7 separate regions of the Mus musculus genome follow, and regions 2, 3, 4, 5, 6 and 7 are each linked to region 1. The links are chromatin contacts, called in public promoter capture Hi-C maps. All regions are on one chromosome and are shown on one strand. Each heading gives the region's core, a stretch centred on a gene start, on an enhancer-like site or on the middle of the called end of the contact. The rest is flanking DNA. Distances are from core to core; before and after follow the strand shown.

Region 1 (2,679 bases), core at 97-2,596:
GCTGCTCACATCCATGTGCTTCTTCCTTCCTTCTTTCCTGAAATGTTTCTAGAAACATCCCTCAGACATACACCCAGAGGTATTCCCATAGCGATTCTCAATCCTGCCAAGTTGACAAAAATATCATATCATGGATAATATGGGTTATCCCATGTGTATTTTTATTTTTCCTTATAAAACTCTTCATCTGTGCAGCATAATTAGCCTAGGCTTTCAATTACTATGCATAAAAACCTGCAGGAATTAAATTTAAGATTAGCTAGACAAAAACCATTAGAAATACATGAAAAGCCATATTATTACATGCTGAGTCTTTTGGTCCAAGTTTAGTTTCTCTTATTTTTAAGAAATAAATGTGTTGATAAAATGATCAGAAACTGTTAAAGATGCATCTGATTGTTAGTTCAAAGTAAATGAAAACAAAGGCATTTAACCAAATGACATTCTCTTGCTAAATTATAGCAATTACTTTAGGCCCATAGTTCCTACAAAACTCTCCTTAAGACCAATGCAATCAGACCACAAGCATAATATATTTTTGGCTAAGCTCCCCAAAAGATGATATAGTGAACAGCCCAGAGGTGGTAATCAAGCCACTTATTAGCCTTTAAAAACACTCTGTAGAGGAATGTAGTGGTGGGCAGGAAAAATGATCAAAACGTATTGTATATGTATGAAATTTTTCTTTAAAAAAAAAAAAAAAGAGTCCTTAAGGACTTCATACAATGCATTTTTATATTTACTCCCCACTTCCCTGACACATCTCCCGGATTCGCACTCCACTTCCCCACTCGAACTTCAAGTCCTTAAAATCTTCAAGGAATAAAGAAAACAAAACTTCTCTGTACCATTTTCCATCCAAAACAACAGCTCATCTGCACCATCTCCAACGTGCACACTATCCATTCTCTTAATTATGGTTTCCAGTTCTAAAAGGAAGGTCTTAGCTGGGCGTGGTGGCGCACACTTCTGATCCTAGCACTGAGGAAGCAGAGACAAGTAGCTCTCGAGGTCTGCCTGGTCTACCTGGGTAGCTTCAGACCGGCTAAGGCTACATACACTGTGTGACCCTGTCTCAAGAAGGAAGCGCTTTAAGTCAAATTTTGACAGTAACAGAGGTGATAAGGTTTTGTGTTGCTTGGTCTTTGACCCAAGTCTCTCGAGAGCTGATGCAAAGAGCTGCCTTTAATCCGTATTCAGAAAGGATACTGAGGCACACTCCAAGGCGGGAAGAAGTTGCAGGCGACAACCGTGGAGCCTGTCACCCGGCTGGCAACTGCGGCCCACGCAGAGGGTGGAGTCTCGGGCTGCGCGTGCGTGCGCGCACGAGTCCCTCACTCCGCCCACAGAGTCCAGATGCCCATCCAGAACCTCTGACTCCCGAGGGCACCAACAACAGCTGATTTCGCAGCCTCTCCTCCTCCCAGACAGGGTCCCCACCTCCTTCCAGCCCGGAGTGCCCGGCACACCGGAAGTCCTTTTGCCCCGTCTCCGCAGAGCGGAGGCAGTGCGCGCAGAGGCAACCGGAAGCTCCTCTGCCCCTACCGTCAGCGTGAAGCCGCCGGGCGGCGCAGGCGCAGTGCGGCTCAGGCGGAGCTGTGGGAGGGGAGTAGGTCGGGGGCCGGTCCCTGAAGATGGCGGAGGCGGGGGTGAACTGGGGGTCTCCGGGCAGAGCTCAGGTGAGCTTATTTGGCCGGGGACGGCTCGAGGACGGCGGTGGCTTTTGGGAAGAGGAGCTGTTTATGTTTTAACGTCGCAGGCTGGCAACACTCCTAGCTGGTGTTGGGGGATCCAGGACCCGCAGGTGGGGCCTGCTGGGGCGAGGGGTCCCCGGCTTACCTGGAGAGAGGTCAGCGAGATCTAGGGAAAAACCAGCGGGCTCATAGAGGGACAGGCTTTGGGGGATGCCGAGGTCCCTGGACAGTGGAAGACTGTCAGAGTGGAAGAAGGCTGGAGGACAGCGGAAAGGGCGACCCTGGAGGTCTGTTTGGGGACAGAGATGGGCCAGCTGTCTAGTGTACACCTGCCCGGACTCGGTGCCTTGTAGTCTGGGAGGAAGACTCAGGCTTGTATGGGAGATGGATGGAAATTAGGTACATAACCGTAGGAAGTTTAGAATCTACCGAAATAAGAGGACTCCTGAGTTGAAGAGTAGGGATTGTGAATCGGAAGTGAATACCTTTTAGGTATGTATCAGTGGGTGCTGCCAAGCAGTTGTTGCCAGGGCCTAGAAGTCGGTTGGTGATAGTAAGTGGGGCTTTAGCGTCGTTCTTTGGGGATGAGCCGGCTGGTAAAGGAAAACAGTGCTTTGCTGAGGATGGCGTTTAGGGACACGAAAGGAGTTAAAACTTAAGTGAAAAGTTGTTCACGGGTAGTGTGAACTATGTCGTTGGGTGAAATAGATACCCCGAAGTGTTTACTGTTTTGTAGGATTGATGAGGAAATTCTTGGAGAAAGAGCAAATTGAGTTGACTGTTGGGACACTTATGTTGGCTGGTTTCAGTGACCACAGCAATGAAAGACAGTCTCCAGTTCTGGATTAAAACAAAACAAAACAAAACAAAACAAAAAAAAAAAACCAAGGCTTCCATGCGGGGCTTCCTCTCTGCCCCCCCTTCCCCCCTAGCTTTGGGGTTTGGCCCAGACAGTGAACTACTGAATGAAAATGAATAAAGGGGT
Region 2 (2,679 bases), core at 81-2,580, 1.8 Mb after region 1:
TACTAGGAGGCAGAGACAGGCAGATCTTTATGAGTCTGAGGCCAGCCTGGTCTACAAAGTGAATTCCAGGACAGCCAGGGCAGTCACACAGAGAAACCCTGTCTCACACAAAAAACAAAAAACAATAAAATAAGACCACCCCTCCCCTCCCACCACCACCCCCCAAAAAGAGAAAGAAACCCCCATGCACATAAAATAAATCTTTTTTTTTAAGAGCCCTGGCAGTTTTTCTTTCTTTTAAATTTGCGTGTGCAGAGGGAGGAAGGTTGAGAGAGAGAGAGAGAGAGAGAGAGAGAAGAGGGAGTGCACATCAGAGGACAACTTGAGGGAGCCAGTTTTCTCTTCCCATTATGTGGTTCCCAGGGGTCTACAGGGGTCCAAGTCTGTTGAGGCTGTGGGGCTTGTCTCTGCGGGTGTCTTTACCCCTCCAGCCACCTGCTAGCCCAGGGAGACTTGGCTTCTCCTTATGCTGTCAGTGGGAGGACTAGGTCTGTTAGTTGCTGGTATGGAACCATTTAAACAAAGCACAAAAGCCTCTGATATAATATACAAGTATCCTAGTTTAGAATTATCAGCAAGAATAATTACACAGTGCGGGCTACGGTTATCACTGTTTCCCTCCTTAAAGATCAGAAACAAACGTTGAATTATTAATTACCATACAGTGAAAAGCACCAGTTCGTACGGGTGGGTGGGGTATCACACAACTGTGGCAGTGAGAAGTGGCTAATGTTCAGCTGGGAAAATCAACCCTAGTCGAAAACGCGTAAGAAAATAAGCTCCTGAGCGTAGGAGGGTGATGAAGGGCAGCCTGCAGCTTGTAGTTCTTGCCGCTGGCTATAGCTAGGGTTAGGGTTCCTGACCTGGCCTGTGACCTAGGTCAAATTAATAGCTGTAATTCCTTTACTAGTAGGGTGTCATGGGCGAAGCTAGAGGCGATGCCACCTGGAGTTTCCAGTCCCTGACCAAGGGTCTTCAAAGCTGCTTATCACCTTCCACACTAGGGCGCAGGCCACACTTGGCCACACAGTCCTCCTCATTGGCTTCTATCAGCTCAGTCTTTCTTGGCTTTTTCACAACTCTGGCCTGGCTCCGGCTTCCCCAGGAGTGCACCCGCCCACGCCCCGGCGTCCCCAGACCAGTTCCCAAGCTCTGCCACTGCAGCAGCGGTCACGTGCGCGAGTCCGGCTGGGGAGCCGAAAGGAAGGGGGAATGGGTGGGGCCGTTCCGTGGGTGCCACGCCCACACACTCAATGTGTTTTCTCATTGGTGAAGGTTTGGAAGTACCTCTTCGGATTGGTCAATAGGCGTGGCCTCGGAGAACGGAAGGGAGGGCTGCCTCTGGAGAGGACAGGGTTGCCGGGCGGACAGCGGGAACGCGCTCCGGGGGGTGGGGACGCGCGAGCTCACCACTCCTCAATGACAAATCGACTGGGGACAGCTGGGGTCCGGCCCCAGGACGGGGCGGGGCGCTCGTGAGAGCGGCGATTCTGGTTGTGCGCATAGCCAGAGCGGCGGTGGGACGGCTCCCCCAGGTAAGGATGCTGTGCCCCGCAGGGGACCGCAGACGAGGGGTGCGCCCTAGGATAGGGAAGTGAGTACGCTCTCCGCGCGATTGCAGGCCTCCTAGTTCCACGTTGGGAGGGAGGGACACGTCTCATGAAGGACAACGCCCCGGACTGCGCCCCGCTTGGCTTGAAAGGTGTCTTTTGGGAAAGCCGGAGAGACTCCCAGCCGGATCTGGGGGTGCTGAGGACATGGGGGAGGCGCCCCAGTTTCTCTTCCCTTGCTGCCTGTCCTTCCCTTTTTCCACAAATGGCCACTTCCTGCCTTTTCGGGCCTCCCTCCTGAGTTGGTCCACTTCCTCCGTCCCTTTCAGATCCATAAAATGTTGCCCAAACTTCTTTCTTAAAGGTAGGAACTTGTACTTTGGGTGACCTGGGAGCTGGGTTCAAGAAGTTTGTAGGGATTTGTTGGTTGTGAATTACTTTTTGATTCTGTCTTCCAGTTGCCTTTCAGAGTGTGACTAGCATCAAAGGTGGTTTTTAGAAGCACCGTGGCTTGAAGGGTTTTCCTGACCCGGTTCTCTGAGCCAAGTCAGCTCGTGGCTCAGACTTGCTTGTGGCCCAGACTTGAGTGTCCCCAGAGGGCGCGGCACCCACAGCAGGGTCCTTTTTCCTAGAGTTCATTTCCAAGTGAATCCTGGAATCTAGGGATTGGTGTTACCAGGGTGTTCTGGAAGAGGGTCTGGAATGGACTGATAGTTCTTACCCTCACTTGCCTTCAATCCCTGAAGAACAGAGATCCTCTCGCTCTGGCTCTGCTTTCATTTCCTAACCACCTTTCTTAAGTTTGGGTTTATTGAATGATCAAGGCTTATCCTCAGAGGGGCAGGGAGTGTGCTTTGGATGTGCCAAGTGAAGATAGTTTTAATCAGAGCAAGAATCTTACATGTTAAGTCTCAGAACATGTCAAAGTGGCGCCGCTTAAGCCTGGATTGAGGTGGTGAAATTGTGAGAGCCATAAAGGGAGGTGCTGAATATTGAGAAGGAGGTGTGAGCCAAGGTTGATCCTGGTTTTGGAACTTTGTGTGTATGAGACATGATCTTTTGTAGCGCAGGCTGGCCTGGAACTTGATAGATAGCTAGAGTGACCTTGAACATGTGACGTTCCTGCCTC
Region 3 (2,679 bases), core at 76-2,575, 1.7 Mb after region 1:
GAGCCTTCCTCCCTGCTTATATTGCAACCCTTCATTCCCAGACCCCACACCCACTGCTATTTTCTAGGTGTTTACTAACCGCCAGTCAGACATGTTTTGAACCAAGGACTTTATGCACTCTACCAACTGAGCTATACCCTACAGCATTTTCTTTTTCCTTCTGAGATGGTGTTAGGTAGACTGGCCTCCAATTCCTGGGCTTAAGTGATCTTTCTGCCTCAAAGGCTATAGGCACAAGGAGGACAGGTACACTCTCCCATACAGGCTAAACCATGAAATAACTTGTTTAATTATGACAGAACCTCTCAATGTGGCCAGTGCTGGCCCTGAACTCACTACTCAGCCCCCAAGGGGCTTTTACTGCTGGGATTGCCTTGAGGGACTCCTGTCTTTCTTCTTTATCTGCCTTATCTCCAGGGTCTACAGAGCTGTAGGCATTTTGATAAACTATCTGAAGAATGAATGAATGGAATGTCGCCCTGCCACTTAGGGCCTCCATTCTGTGACCACAGTGCCTGGAGCATCAGTCTGTTATTTCCCTTTCCCAGCAGCGTTCTCTCCAGGGCTCTCATCACCACTTGACACATAGTTGTTCTCTTTCTCCATTACAGACTAAAGGTTGCTTTAATCTCTAGGATTTGGGGGGAGGGAGCAAGGAAACATTTAAATAAATGCTGGATCAATTAATAAACAACTGTGTAAGAGAAAACATACTAGACTACATTAAAAATAGGAAAATACTCATTTTTGCTGTGCCAGGGATTGGATCCTGGGCCTGGTATGTGCTAGTCTAACACCCTACCACTGAACTGTATCTTAAACCCAACGTTTCATTTTCAAATCATATTACCAGGAAGGTGAAAAATTCAAAACATAAACCAAGCGCCATGGAGATGCTCAGTGTGGGTAAAAGTGCTTCATTCCAAATGTGAAGGCCAGAGTCTGGTCCCCTGTGCCCACATGATACTCCTGCAAGTTGTTCTCAGACAGGGACTGTGGCATATCTTTCCCTGACCCATACATATACGCACAGAAAAAAATAATCTTTTTTAAAAGACAGGATTTCACTAGGTAGTCCTGGCTGACCTGTAACTAAGTAGCTGTGGCTGGACTCGAACTCACAGAAATCCACCTGCCTCTGCCTCTGCCTCTGCCTCTGCCTCTGCCTCTGCCTCTGCCTCTGGAGTATTGGGATTAAAGGTGAACTGCCTTTCTGTATTTCTATAGTCCCATCTGGTGTTGCCAGCTTAAATTCAGGTCTCAGGAGGCCGATTTCCGGGGCGGTGCCATTGCCCCTTTAAGAGCGGAGCGTCCCGCCCTTCGGGGGGCGGACCTTGGATGGGGCTTTAAGGGGCGTGCCCTCGGGCGGCCGGGGTCCTCCGGGGATTAGCGCAGGGTGGGCTCGCGCCTTGCGCCGCCATTTCTCGGTGTCTCTGGAGACCCGTCCTCTCCTCTAGCCGGCTGGGCATCTCTCTCCGAGGGTCGCGCGTCCCAGTCGCAGTGGTCTCCGTCGCTTCACGGTGTTCACCCCCGAGTACAGGTAAGAGTTTGGCCTCGGGTGTCCAGTTGGCCCTGCTCACTGAGCCGAGGCTCTCGACCGTGCCGGGTGGGCGGCCCGGCTCCCCGGGCGACGCCGCGGGCTGGGAGGGGAGTGGCGGCGACGGCCAATGGGGCTGGGCGCTGAGTTTCGGGCGATACCGCGCGGTGGCCGCTGAGGGCCGGGCGCGTCGCCGGGGTCTCGCGCGTTGTTGGGGGGAAACTCTGGTCACCCCTGACCTCCCCGTAGCTGTGGGATTAGGGGAAGGTCGCCTCGAGTGTCACTTCGCCGGGATTGTGGGCAGACATCGGTGAGACAGGACGTGCCAGCTAGCTCCCGGTCGAGTGAAACTTGGGAAGCGTACGAGGCAGGTGCGTTCCCGGGAACCGCCAAGGCCGAGGGCGCTCCCCGCCCCCACGCGTGGCGCGCGTCCGGTAATGATGGGTTCTCCTGTGGGTAGAAGATAATTGTGTCCATCTCTGGTTACTGTAGTCTCCCGGGTTCTGCTTTAAGAGCGAGAAGGCTCCAGGCTCCGAAGTTGTTTAGCAATAGTTCAAAATTACTAGTAATGGTTTTTTTTTTTTCCCTTAAGAATTGGAGATAAGCCCACCAAGAAATTATGAATGTAATTCACAACTCCGCTCACCCCAGATGCACTGAGCTGAGGCACTGAGCACTGCTAACTGCAGTGGGTAACTTGTATGTGTCTAAATGAACACTTTGGGATCATTATTTTCTTTTTCTTCCCAACCCCCACTTCGTTCTTCTTCTAATTCTTTTTCTCTCTTTCTTCCTTTCCTTTCCTTCTTTTCTTTTCTTTTCTTTTCTTTCGATACTGGGAACCAAACCCGGGTTCTGGAACGCTAGGCTGAACTAAATCTAAATGCTCACACCTGTTTTTTTCTTTTCTTGTTGTTGTTGTTCTTGTTAGGATAACTTGTTTGGGCAGCGATGTGCGCAATGTTCCTGTGTTTAGTTTCTTAGTTACAGTTTCTTTTGCGGGAGTAACTGGGATGAAAGATACTGATAACTTTAGGACATTTTCTATAGTTTTCAATATTACTGTTTTTTTTTTTTTTTAAAAAATCACTAGCTTGGCTGTAGATACCCTATGGTGTAAAGCATGGATACCCAGGGTTCAA
Region 4 (2,679 bases), core at 71-2,570, 1.5 Mb after region 1:
GGCTCAATCCTTGCGACCCACATAGGATTACCAACTCTCAAACCTTGTCCTCTGATAGACAGACAGACACACAGACAGATGGACACACATATTTTAGGTGTATACAAAATAAAGAAATGTAAAACAAACAAACAAACAAACAAAAACGAAAAACAAGCAAAGAGGAAATGTGAGGGTCCTCCCAACTTACCCTTCCTTCATTTGATCCTAGTTGAGGTCACCTATTCTATAGGAATGTTCTATCATCATCAAGTTTGTATTACCCAGAAAATATTAAGGGTATACCCTCCTCAAGGTCATGGCATGATAATACCAACCCTCATTCTTAAAATGATTGAACGACTTTGATTTAAAAAGCAGTGTTCCTTGCACACAGAAAGCACCTATCCTTTGTTTTATCCATGAAACGTCTTTTGCTTAGGCTTTGTTTTCAAGGGCCTTATGTTTAGGAGAACTGATTGAAAACTGCACTTCAAAGCCTATACCCTCTATTAGCACTTAGTTGGGACAACCTGATGCCAGGAGGTCGAGTTTCCCCACTCTGTGCTATTGCCCCTCTTTTGTGTCCCTAGAGTCCGTCAGTAAGTACATCTTAGAAGAGGGAGGAGGGGCAGAACTGACAGTCAAGGAACCAATCGCTGCCTGGCGATGGGGTGTGGACACAGAGCCACGCCCTCCCCTCCCAACCCGCTAAATCCCGTCTCTCTCGCACCTGTGAGTACCAGTGCTTCTAGGCAGGCGCCCGCGCTCCGAAACCGGGTAGGAGGCGGGAAGGAGGCGGAGCAGAGGGCGTGGCTTCACCTCTCGCGAGACCGCCTCCTGTTGCCGAGGCCGCCGTTCCGGGGCTCTGACTGGTCGGGGGCTGCGCAGCCGCCATGTTCGGTTGCTATGCTGCGGCCTCGGAGACGGGGTGTGCTTGAGAGAGGAGGAGGAGACGGAGGAGGCGGTGGAGGCGAGGGAGGAGGAGGAAGGAGAGGAGGAGGAGAAGGAGGAGGAGGGTGACCGAGGCTCTCCTTTGCACTCTCACACAGAGCCGCCTCCCTGGAGTCACCCGCCGCTTCACGCCGCGCGCGCTTCCCTGCTCCGCGGACGCGACATTGTTCTTTTAAGACTCCCGGGAGCTGTCAGAAATCGGGGCTCCGGGACTTGAAAGAGACTTGACTTCGGCCCGCAGCTTGCGGGGACCGCGGCACTTTCGGGGCGCGTGTGAAGGGATTAGCTCATCTCGCCGCGAGGTGCGAGCGCGCGCCTCCCCGCGCACGCCAGCCCCGCCGCAGCCCCGCAGGATGACGGGGTGCAGGCGGCCCGCGGCCGTGGCGCGGCCGCTGTGGCGGCGGCTGTTCTCGGGACGCTGAGGGCGAGCACCTCGACGCGGACCACGCGCTTCTTTCACCCGGCCGCGAGCCCGGGGCCTCCTGCCTTTTTGTATTTGGATTCCCCCCCCCCCCCCCCTTTCTCCAGCCGGGAGGACGCGGCTGTGATAACGAAGGTAAGAGAGGCGCTTGGGGCGGTCCTTCGCTCGGCCTGTTTGGGCCCCCTTTGCAGGTCGTGGGCGCGCACCTGAAGCTCGCCGAGCCGGGCGGCCAGACTACCCGATCGACTTCCCTTTTCTTAGTGGGTCGGAGCACTCGAATCTTCCTGGGGTTTATAGTTGAAATCTGCTAGGGATGAGTGCACGGGAGAAGGGGTGGAATAGATGCGGAGATGAAATGTTCCTAAACTCAAGGTAAGGCTGGAGAATCTTCAGTATTTCATTTGTGGGATTCTTTTTTCTAATTGTTAATGTTAGGTTAATTGACTCATATAAGCATCTTTATTTTTTTTCCGCACGCGGTAGGAACACACGCTATCTTCCATTGAACTTGAAAGTCTCTTGTGACTTGCTAGTATTATACTTGCTTTTAGGAATCAGTAGTTGGGCCCAAAAAGTTGAGATGTAGAACATCTGAACTTAGATTTTTCATGCTGCTTTGGAATCGTCCCTACCTTCATGATGTTTAGATTCAGCGTGAGTATGTAGTCAAGAACAGATCGGTGTTTGTGGGGTTTTGTAAAATGTTAAGCACAGTCATTTGTGGCTTTCTGGCTTTACATTTTTGTTTCGGTGTCAATGTTTGTTTTATAGTTACTTACAGGAAAAATGGAGCGTATGATTATCCTTTGTGGACAGGAACTGTGCTTACCAAAGCGTAGACACCTCAATTGTCCCAGGACGATTTCTGGAAATCAGTTCAATCAGAGATTCAAGAAAAGCTAGATGTGTGTGTGTGTGTGTGTGTGTGTGTGTGTGTGTGTGTGTGTGTGTAGGTAGTTAAATGCATGTATGGATGCATTTGCTGGGGTTTCTAAAGTAATGGAACAATTTACAGTTTCAATGATAATCCATATCGATGTTTCCCTGAAACTTATGTCAGAGACTTTATGTTTGGCTTTGCATCACAGAGTGACATCAGTGTGGACAAGGACTACGTAGGGGGTTTTAAAAACTGCCTGTTCCAGGAGGACTAGTCATACCTAACTTTTGGAATAAGCAATTCAAGAAATACTGAGTGTGTGACCAGATCTTGGGTCCAGATGAAATAACACAGTTATTTGGTCACATTTAAAAGATGGCTGTGGAGGAAAAACAAGAAAAGCTAATGTATCTGACTTGTAAAGTCAGACTAGAAGACTGGAAGG
Region 5 (2,679 bases), core at 82-2,581, 1.4 Mb after region 1:
AGACTGGTCTACAGAATGAGTTCCAGGACAGCCACAGCTACATAGAGAAATCATATCTTAAAAACCAAACCAAACCAAACCAAAACATCAACTAAGTTCACCCAAAGTGTGGTTTGAGATGTCTCAGGAAATTTGATTTTCAAAACAAAAAAGGAAATTGTGAGATATAAATAAGGAAGATAATCTGTAAGGTGTGTGGATTAATTGAAAGTTGACTATAAACCAAGTAGAATAATATCTTTATACAGAAATTCCTGGATGTATTAAGGTAATATTTGTAAACAGACTTTATGCTTAAAGATATGAGATAGCTCTAACCTACTGAATAGTAATGAAAACACTAGCAATGGTGAGTATTATTTTAACACCCAAAGCCCCTGGGCACTGTTTTTTTAGAAAACTCCTCAGACTATTAATGAGATGGCTGAAGTGGTAAAGTGACTGCCACAAAAGCATGCAGACTTGAGCTCAGTCCTCAGCAGCCACATAAAAACAAACAAAACCAAAAACCTGGCTGTTAATGGTGTATGATTGTAATCCCAGCCCTGGGGAGACAGAAGCAGGCAGACCCCTGGGGCTCACTTGATCAGGCTGGCTACCTTAATTGCTGAACCCCAGATGCCAGTGAGATAACCCTATCTCCAAAAACGGGTCAGCTGTCTCCTGAGGAGCAACATCCAAGTTCACCTATAAATGAATGAGCGCACATTTGTGTATCCACGCATCTACCATTTGTTGGGTGTGCCTTCTAGTAAGTACTTATTACTTAACTCTAATATGGTCTACACCACACTTCTTTTCTTGTATTGTTTTGTTTTGTTTTTCGAGACAGGGTTTCTCTGTATAGCCCTGGCTGTCCTGGAACTCACTTTGTAGACCAGGCTGGCCTCAAACTCAGAAATCCGCCTGCCTCTGCCTCCGGAGTGCTGGAATTAAAGGCGTGTGCCACCACACCCGGCTTTAGACCACAATTCTTGCTGGTCTCACAAGGTCACTTGACCTTCGGAATGCAGCGGTCACTGGCAGCAATTCCAGACCTTTCTGTCCTCGCTTTTCTCATTAAGCTTAGCTCTCCTCCCAGCGTACTGCACAGATACCTATTCGGCGCTACAGAAATCCGGGCCAGCAGGTCTCTATCTTGGCTCCGAAGGGCGCCGCGACACGGCTGAATTGGATAACAAAGTCCTCAAACTGCTCCACCTCGCCCTGAATAAGACCTTAGAGAGCAGACCTCAGGACCAGAACAGAAGCGCTGCTCCAAGCCCCGCCCACAACGCCCGTTCCGCCCACAAAGGCCCCGCCCACAAAGGCCCCCAGACCGGCGTGCTTTGCGCCTGCTCAGTCCGGCGCGGGAGCGGCGTGTTCTAAGGTTGCTACCGAGGTAAGCTCTCCTCTTGGCTGTGAGTTCTCTTATGTCCAGCTTCCGGGTTCAGTCATGTTCCGGTTGTTGGAAGCAGCCCGGTATGTGTCAGGGCGGAATCACATTGAGAGCTCTTCTAAAGCCAGAGCCTACACCTGCTTCTAGGCCAACTGCGAGACTCAGAGGCCGACCCGGGAGAGGTTGTTTTTGTTTTTGTTTTTTGTTTTTTTTTTTGTTCCCTTCCAAGGACCCTGTCTTTTCTAGCCTCAGTTTCCTCTTGGAAAGAATGAGTTAAATGAGTGATACAGAACCCTACGTTTTGTTTACAGTAGTACATTGCTAATCAAACGCTTCGCGGAGATAGGAATAAAGTGAAATTTCATCCAAAGAGAAATAACAGTCATAGTGACATAATCACAGACGAAATAAGGTGCCCAGAATATTCAAAAGTGCGCCTGTGAGACTTTGTCTCAAAAAAAAAACCACCACCAATTAACTTTAAAAACAATATTAACTTTGCTAATGAGTGAGGTGGATGGTCTGTTTGGTCTGTTTGTGTATATATAATAGATAACATTTTTAAGGTGAACAGCTTGCTATGAATCTCTAACGGCCCGTGATCAAATACCGAACCTTTGCTATCAGTGGTTAGCCTGCCAAGAAAAGTGTCTCATGAGGAATGACCTGAACAACAGGAGTTTATTTTTTCTTAGTTCCAGAGCTGGAGGTCCAAGACTCAGGTGTGGCCAAGCTAGGCTCCCTGGGTATTTCAGCAAGGCTAACAAATGGCCATCTTACCCCTGGATCTTCATGTGGTATTTTTTCTGTATGTGTCCGGATCTGAGCTCGAAAGCAGTGAGATCTGAGTATTGCTATCCCACGAACCTTCCGTTTCTATTTCAATGATAGGCCGAAGCTCCAAATACAGCCACCTCGTAAGATAATGGAAATGTGGCTCAACCATGGGAGCTTGGTGGAAGTAGGGACACTAGGCAGCATGTGACACTGCCACTTGTGGTTTTGGCCAATAAACCTGTCCAGCTGCATCCCTTTTCACAGCTGGAAATAAACTGTTGTGGTATGGGCTCTGAAGTATGATTTTTTTTTTCTTAGACTGACTGAATCCAGTGAATTCTCTGTGTCCTCAGACTCTATATTTGGTGATACCACCAGCTACATATCAAAAAATGTTTTGGAAGGAAAATTTGTATCTGTACTGAACATGGCTTTATTTTCTGGCCTTTAATTCCTAAGCAATATAGCATCACAAATTACAAATGTAGTGTTTGCATTGTAATAGGTTCTGTAATAACAAATAC
Region 6 (2,679 bases), core at 92-2,591, 1.3 Mb after region 1:
CTTAGTCTTAGCTCAGGCTCTAACCCAGAGCTAGCAGTACCTAACGCCACTCACGGCAGGTCTCAGCCTGGTCCCACTGGTCAGAAGTTCCAGGGAGGGGCCCAGCAATGTGTGTTTGCAGCAGCCAGCATCTCAGCTAGCCTTCACTCAGAGTGGGAAAGCAAGAGGAGGCAGGGACATGTGTCCACACCCTATCTGTCTGCCCCAGGACTGGCTCTGGGGCTGAGCAAAGCTTTCTGTGGAATCAGATGAACTGGGAAGCAGAGAATGCATGTGAGGCCGCATCTTCCTGGTTTCCCTCATGGCTCCTTCCAGAGGATATAAGTGTATTCTTTTCAATGTCCATAGGTAAACAAGAGAGCAATCTGCTGGCCAGAACAAGATAGATGATTTATTCCATCTAATCTAGTCCTTAGTCAGCATCTTACTTTATTTTATTTTATGTAGGACCCCACCCACCTTCTTCCCCAGGCTGGAGGAAGGAAGTAGGAAATGCTAGCTGAAACCCTCGCCCTCAGACCACACCTTCCACCCTTTGGGGGTGGGAGTATTTTAGCATACCCATCTATACCCCCTCCCACTCTCCTTTACTTATGCGGCTGGGAAAAGAATCTAGGGCCTCCTGCTTGCTGCACTAAGCTCTTAGTCACCCCTCCACGCCTCCTCCCTCCTGTCCTTTCTCTTCCTCCCCCTCCTCTTCCTTCCCAACCCTCTCCTCCATTCTCTCCGTGATTACAGAGTCTGACCCTGTATCCCAGGCTGCTCAAATAACCCAGACTGGCCTTTAACTCAAGGCAATCCCTCTGCATCAGCCCTTCAAATGCTGGATTTACAGGAATCTGCCACCACATTTGACCTAGTGTTTGCTGATAGTTCCCGAGGGGACTAGGAGTCAAGGACGCCGTCACATCCTCCTTAACGAGTAAACTAAGACAAGTGAAGGTTCTGGTCCACTCACATGTCACAAAAGCTTTGTAACAGGCCAGCCAATCACATAGTATCTCACTTATTAACCAAGGCTCTGCGGTGTTAAACTAGCGGTCCAAGGTCACACACCCGGTGTAGAAACCAGAATCCTGGCGGGATCCTCCACTTTGCACCTAGGTGCTCCTTCCCGACTCTTGGCCCTTCAATCTTGGACTGGAACCAAATCTCCCAGTCCTCGAGGAATCTGCATCCAGGGGAAGATCGCGAGCCGGGTCACCGCTCACCCCTTCTCTGGGACCCAGGGCGCTGCTGAGTCAGCGTAACCCGAGCAGCCCAGTGACCGCGAAGCCCCCGCCCCCGGCTTGCGCCCCGCCCAGATAGAGGGCCAGCCCCGTGGCCGAGCACAAGTGCACGAGTGCGACAGCTAGGCCAGGCGACAGCGCTGCCTACCAGAGCGCAGCATGACGGCCATCGGCGCGCAGGTAACCTGAGGGACCCGCGGGGCGCAGAGCCGGGGTACAGTCTATCATGGGGGAGGACTGGGAACTCTCAGTGACTGAAACTTTGGGTTAGGGTGACAACTCCCCAAGGTGCCCAGGTCTTTCTGGGACACCCTTCCCCCGGAAGGTTCCTCTGAGAGGTCGGGGGGGGGGGGTACCTGCTACCCCAATGCAGCTCGCTCTGCACGGTCTTCTCGGCCTCTGATGAGCACCAGAGACCACCAAACTTTTTTGCAGGGTCACCAGTTAGGCTTTTCTCGGGGGTCGTTGAGAATCTTTAAAAACTGGGGGTCTAGAGTTGCGGACTGTCAGGGTAGACTTAGAAAATGCCAGGCTTGGTTTATGTAACGGACGAGGACGTTGCTCGCGAAGCCAGAACTTTCTGAGAGGGCGACTGCAAATATCATCTTCCTCCGAAGCGCGTTTGAGGAGTTAGGTGGAACTGAGGTGGGACTGGATTCGCTGGGGACCTGACACTCGAGGTAAACGGTTCCCAGGACAGGAGCGGCCGCTTCCCCTAAGATCTGGCTTCTTTTGGAGCAATGCTGAGTGTTTGTGTTGGCTGAGAATCTCTGCATTCCTGCCCGCTTCAAAAGGCGGTCGGAAGTGTCCACTACCCCGCGGGCCAGCTTCCTGCTCACCCAGGCATCCCGGTGGCTGGCTGTGCTCCAGGCTGTCCACTGTCCGGTCTTGCCCTGAGAAGTACAGAGGTCAGTTGACTCTGCCTCCAGGTGCTCAGGCCCTGATAATTTTAGGTACTGTTCCGCCCATTAATCATTATTTTTATCATTATCAGCACTGCTTGAGATAGACAGGATCTGTTCTTTGTTGCTCAGGATGCTCTTAGACTCCTGGGCTCAATTCACCCTGCTTCCTTAGCCTTCCAGTAGCTGGCATTATAAGAATAGGCCACCTCTACAGCTCTACCCATTCTACAGAGAGATAACTGAGGCTCGAAAGTAACCTGGCCACAGTGGGTAGCCAAGTGACAGGATGTACACAAATTCAGGTCTTCCCAACTCCGAACCTCACTCACACTTTTGGTAACAAGAAGAAAAGAAAAACCTTGCAAGGCCACCCTCAAACTCTTTTATCCAGAACTCAGTTGCTAGGGTGTGGTAGGGACTCTGATTCGGTGACTTGTTTTTCTTTGTTCCTGGGTATATTCCAGACCATCTCCAGGGAAGGGAAGGCACAGGAGGAATGGAGGAATGAGCCAAGGTGTGGGGGCACCCCTAAAGGAGATACTCAG
Region 7 (2,679 bases), core at 107-2,606, 1.2 Mb after region 1:
GTGCTTAGCCCAGGAAATGGCACTGTTAGAAGGTGTGGCCTTGTTGGCGTAGCCTTGTCAGAGAAAGTGTGTGACTGTAGGGGTGGGCAATGAGACCCTCCTCCTAACACTTGGGAGCCAGTCTTCTCCTAGCAGCCTTCAGATGAAGATGTAGAACTCTCTGCTCCTCCTGCACCATGTCTGCCTGGATGCTGCCATGCTCCTGCCTTGATGATACTGTATTGAACCCCTGAACCTGTAAGCCATCCCCAATTAAATGTTGTCCTTAAAGAGTTGCCTTGGCCGTGGTGTCTGTTCACATCAGTAAAACACTAACTAAGACAGGGAGGAAAGTGTTCATTTCACCACACAGCTTATAAGTCTATCTATCACCAAGGGAAACCAGGAGCTTGAGTCAGAAACATATGCAGAGTGTGGAGGGATGCTGCTTCCTGGCAGACTTGCTCCTGTTGGCTTGCTCAGCCTGTTTTCTTATTTCACCCAGGACGACCAGCCCATAGGCAGCATTGCCACACTGAGTTGGGCCCTCCCACAGCATCATTAATCAAGAAAAATGTACCATAGCTTGCCCACAGGCCAATCTGATGGGTGCACTTTCTCAACTGACCTTCTCTCTTCCAAAGAGACAATAGCTGGAATCAAGTTGCCATAAAATTAGTCACCACACCCACACTAGGATTACAAGCTTGTGCCACCATTTCCTGCTTCAAAAATTTTTTTAATTAGTTTTATTTTTTTACGTGTGTGTTTTGGTTGCGTGTATGTGTGTCAAATGTCTGCATGCCTGGTGCCCACAGAGGCTAGCTGAGGGCATTGGGCACCCCTAGAACTAGAGTTACAGATGTTTTGTGAGCTGCCGTGTAGGTGCTGGGAGTTGAATCTGGTCCTCTGGAAGATCTCCCAATACTCTTAATGCAGAAGTACCTCTATAGTACACTCCCCAACCCTTGATTGGAGAAATGCCAAAGTCACATTATAGGACAGGCCTATGTGATAGGGGACCTGCTGCCACCTTTTTTTTTTGAAAATATAAGCTGTCTGAGACCCACAACATTCTTCATGAGAAAGGCTCCGATCAGACTGCCCTTTTGACATAACCACACTGAACTTCTGGTTGCTTGTACCACCATGAGGTGGATTCCTGTCATCTCCTGTCTGTGGTACAGGATGCATTTCACGAGTCTTGCAAGGTGGCTGGTAATGTGTGTGCAGTTTCCATCACAACAGCCAGGAATGAAGACTCCATAAAGAGTAGTCTGTGTGCCCCGCCCCTTCCGGTGACCCTTCACTTCCCTGGTTGTAGAAACTCACTGTTCTTGCCATCTGTGTTGCAATAAAGCAGTGGCAGCAACCTTTGCCACTTGGGCAGCTCAGAGCCTCGCAATGACCCTCTGTTGTTTTATAGTGTTTGCTCCAGCCTGCTGTGGACAGAACTCCGCTCAAGCCCTTGCCAACCTTTAGCATTTCTGTCAGGAGGACTCTAGACTGGGACCTGTTTGTTGTCGTCATCATTGTTGTTGTTGTTGTTGTTAATAAACAACAGGATTATTGCAAATGGATTTCTTGTTTGTTTGGGGTTTTGAGACAGAGCCTGGCGTAGCCCAGGCTGGCCTCCAACTCAGGATGAGGGTGATAATGACTTTGAATTTTACTGTATTAAATGTTAACATGTCTTTGCTCACTTGAGTATCATTTTAAGAATGGTTTTATTTTCATAATGTAGAAGACAAGATTAATATTTTGCTACTTCAGTGAAAATAAAAGTTTGACAGTGGCCTTCTTCATGGACTCCCTCTCAATCCTTCTCCCTCAGAGCTGAACGCCGCCTTCCTGTTAGACTTCAGGACTCTCCCTTCAGACTCTTGGGTCCAGCCCTGCTCTCAAAGTCTAACTGTGCCCAGGAGCAGCAAGCAAGATGTTTTCCCATCCCCAAGATCGTGTGTGTGTGTGTGTGTGTGTGTGTGTGTGTGTATGTGTGTGTGTGTGTGTGTGTGTGTGTGTGTGTGTGAAGAGAGAGAGAGTGTGTGTGTGTAGGCAGAGATGGAGAGAGAGAGAGAAAGAGAGTGTGTGTGTGTGTGTAGAGAGAGAGAGAGTGTGTGTGTGTGTGTGTGTGTGTGTGTGTGTGTGTGGAGAGAGAGAGAGAGAGAAAGGGAAAGAGAGAGAGAGTTACCAAGCACCCTCTGGGGCCGGTGAGAGTGGGCGTTCCTACCCACTCAGGGCCGGATGTGGCAGTCAGTGAACCAAAATAAATGGTCAGTGTTAGAGGAAGCAGGCCTTCAGGGCACACCACCAGGACTCAGGACTCAGATGCTTAGAAAGGAACTGGAAGGGCTCGTGTGTGCAGACTGTGAGTCATCTGGGAACATCTTCAGAGCTCTGAGGAGAGGAAGCTATGCTCCAGTGGAGAGCCACAAGGGGTCTGAGGAACTGGGCATAAAGCCTTGTTCCAGCTGTTCCACACTTTGTCTCTGATCAGTGGGGTCCCCTTGTGAGCCGGGGTTACCAACGTGAACCACCACTGCAGTGACACTCACAGAATTTGGGTCTCTAGAGAGCCCTGGCTGTCCTGGAACTTGCTCTGTAGACCAGGTTGGCCTTGAACTCAGAGATCCACTTGCATCTGCCTCCTGAGTGCTGGGATTAAAGGTGTGTGCACCCTACCCCCAAGGCTCACACACA

Evidence for each region. Promoter capture Hi-C pulls out the DNA fragments that hold promoters and counts their contacts. Capture Hi-C pulls out chosen DNA fragments and counts their contacts.
Region 2: a promoter capture Hi-C map of liver shows a contact between it and region 1, with 5 times the contacts expected there. The contact joins the promoter of Ralb here to the promoter of Insig2 in region 1. A contact is called at or near these places in 2 of 39 promoter capture datasets (liver and pre-B cells), 1 of 484 Hi-C or Micro-C datasets (CD4 T cells), 2 of 115 datasets of contacts at active chromatin or transcription factors (astrocytes and thymic regulatory T cells) and 3 of 9 other capture datasets (adipose tissue, liver and macrophages).
Region 3: a promoter capture Hi-C map of liver shows a contact between it and region 1, with 2.4 times the contacts expected there. The contact joins the promoter of Epb41l5 here to the promoter of Insig2 in region 1. A contact is called at or near these places in 2 of 39 promoter capture datasets (liver and pre-B cells), 1 of 484 Hi-C or Micro-C datasets (liver) and 1 of 9 other capture datasets (pancreatic islet).
Region 4: a promoter capture Hi-C map of adipose tissue shows a contact between it and region 1, with 2.1 times the contacts expected there. The contact joins the promoter of Ptpn4 here to the promoter of Insig2 in region 1. A contact is called at or near these places in 3 of 39 promoter capture datasets (hippocampal neurons, liver and pre-B cells), 1 of 484 Hi-C or Micro-C datasets (CD4 T cells) and 2 of 9 other capture datasets (adipose tissue and liver).
Region 5: a promoter capture Hi-C map of pre-B cells shows a contact between it and region 1, with 7 times the contacts expected there. The contact joins the promoter of Tmem177 here to the promoter of Insig2 in region 1. A contact is called at or near these places in 4 of 39 promoter capture datasets (hippocampal neurons, liver and pre-B cells), 1 of 484 Hi-C or Micro-C datasets (CD4 T cells), 2 of 115 datasets of contacts at active chromatin or transcription factors (pro-B cells and thymic regulatory T cells) and 2 of 9 other capture datasets (liver and macrophages).
Region 6: a contact with region 1 is called in a promoter capture Hi-C map of liver, with 4 times the contacts expected there. The contact joins the promoter of Tmem37 here to the promoter of Insig2 in region 1. A contact is called at or near these places in 4 of 39 promoter capture datasets (the 3T3-L1 cell line, liver and pre-B cells), 2 of 484 Hi-C or Micro-C datasets (both in liver), 2 of 115 datasets of contacts at active chromatin or transcription factors (pancreatic cancer cells and pro-B cells) and 1 of 9 other capture datasets (adipose tissue).
Region 7: a promoter capture Hi-C map of liver shows a contact between it and region 1, with 5 times the contacts expected there. The contact joins the enhancer-like site here to the promoter of Insig2 in region 1. A contact is called at or near these places in 8 of 39 promoter capture datasets (3T3-L1-derived adipocytes, the C10 cell line, hematopoietic stem and progenitor cells and 3 more), 6 of 484 Hi-C or Micro-C datasets (B cells, CD4 T cells, the G1E-ER4 cell line and 2 more), 5 of 115 datasets of contacts at active chromatin or transcription factors (astrocytes, hepatocytes, large pre-B cells and 2 more) and 1 of 9 other capture datasets (liver).

The regions. Positions count from the first base shown.
Region 1 is chr1:121,326,691-121,329,369 of GRCm38.p6, reverse strand. Insig2 (insulin induced gene 2) reads left to right here and starts at 1,346. Exons shown (of 6, transcript NM_133748.2): 1 at 1,346-1,679.
Region 2 is chr1:119,503,433-119,506,111 of GRCm38.p6, reverse strand. It overlaps Ralb (v-ral simian leukemia viral oncogene B), which reads left to right and starts at 1,330. Exons shown (of 5, transcript NM_022327.5): 1 at 1,330-1,535.
Region 3 is chr1:119,647,646-119,650,324 of GRCm38.p6, reverse strand. It overlaps Epb41l5 (erythrocyte membrane protein band 4.1 like 5), which reads left to right and starts at 1,325. Exons shown (of 25, transcript NM_145506.4): 1 at 1,325-1,540.
Region 4 is chr1:119,835,712-119,838,390 of GRCm38.p6, reverse strand. Ptpn4 (protein tyrosine phosphatase, non-receptor type 4) reads left to right here and starts at 1,320. Exons shown (of 27, transcript NM_019933.2): 1 at 1,320-1,489.
Region 5 is chr1:119,911,835-119,914,513 of GRCm38.p6, reverse strand. Tmem177 (transmembrane protein 177) reads left to right here and starts at 1,331. Exons shown (of 2, transcript NM_175106.4): 1 at 1,331-1,381. All of the region lies in intron 2 of Gm28209 (a long non-coding RNA gene), which reads right to left.
Region 6 is chr1:120,072,442-120,075,120 of GRCm38.p6, reverse strand. Tmem37 (transmembrane protein 37) reads left to right here and starts at 1,341. Exons shown (of 2, transcript NM_019432.2): 1 at 1,341-1,409. The coding sequence starts at 1,389.
Region 7 is chr1:120,099,313-120,101,991 of GRCm38.p6, reverse strand. All of the region lies in intron 1 of Gm41938 (a long non-coding RNA gene), which reads right to left. Among named protein-coding and RNA genes, the nearest start is that of Gm41938, 10 kb to the right of the region's middle. Within about 2 kb of position 1,356, at least 115 of the 459 cell types and tissues checked have an H3K27ac peak or open chromatin away from gene starts, as enhancers often do. A contact at or near this core is called in 3T3-L1-derived adipocytes, B cells, astrocytes and 4 more, where this site is marked.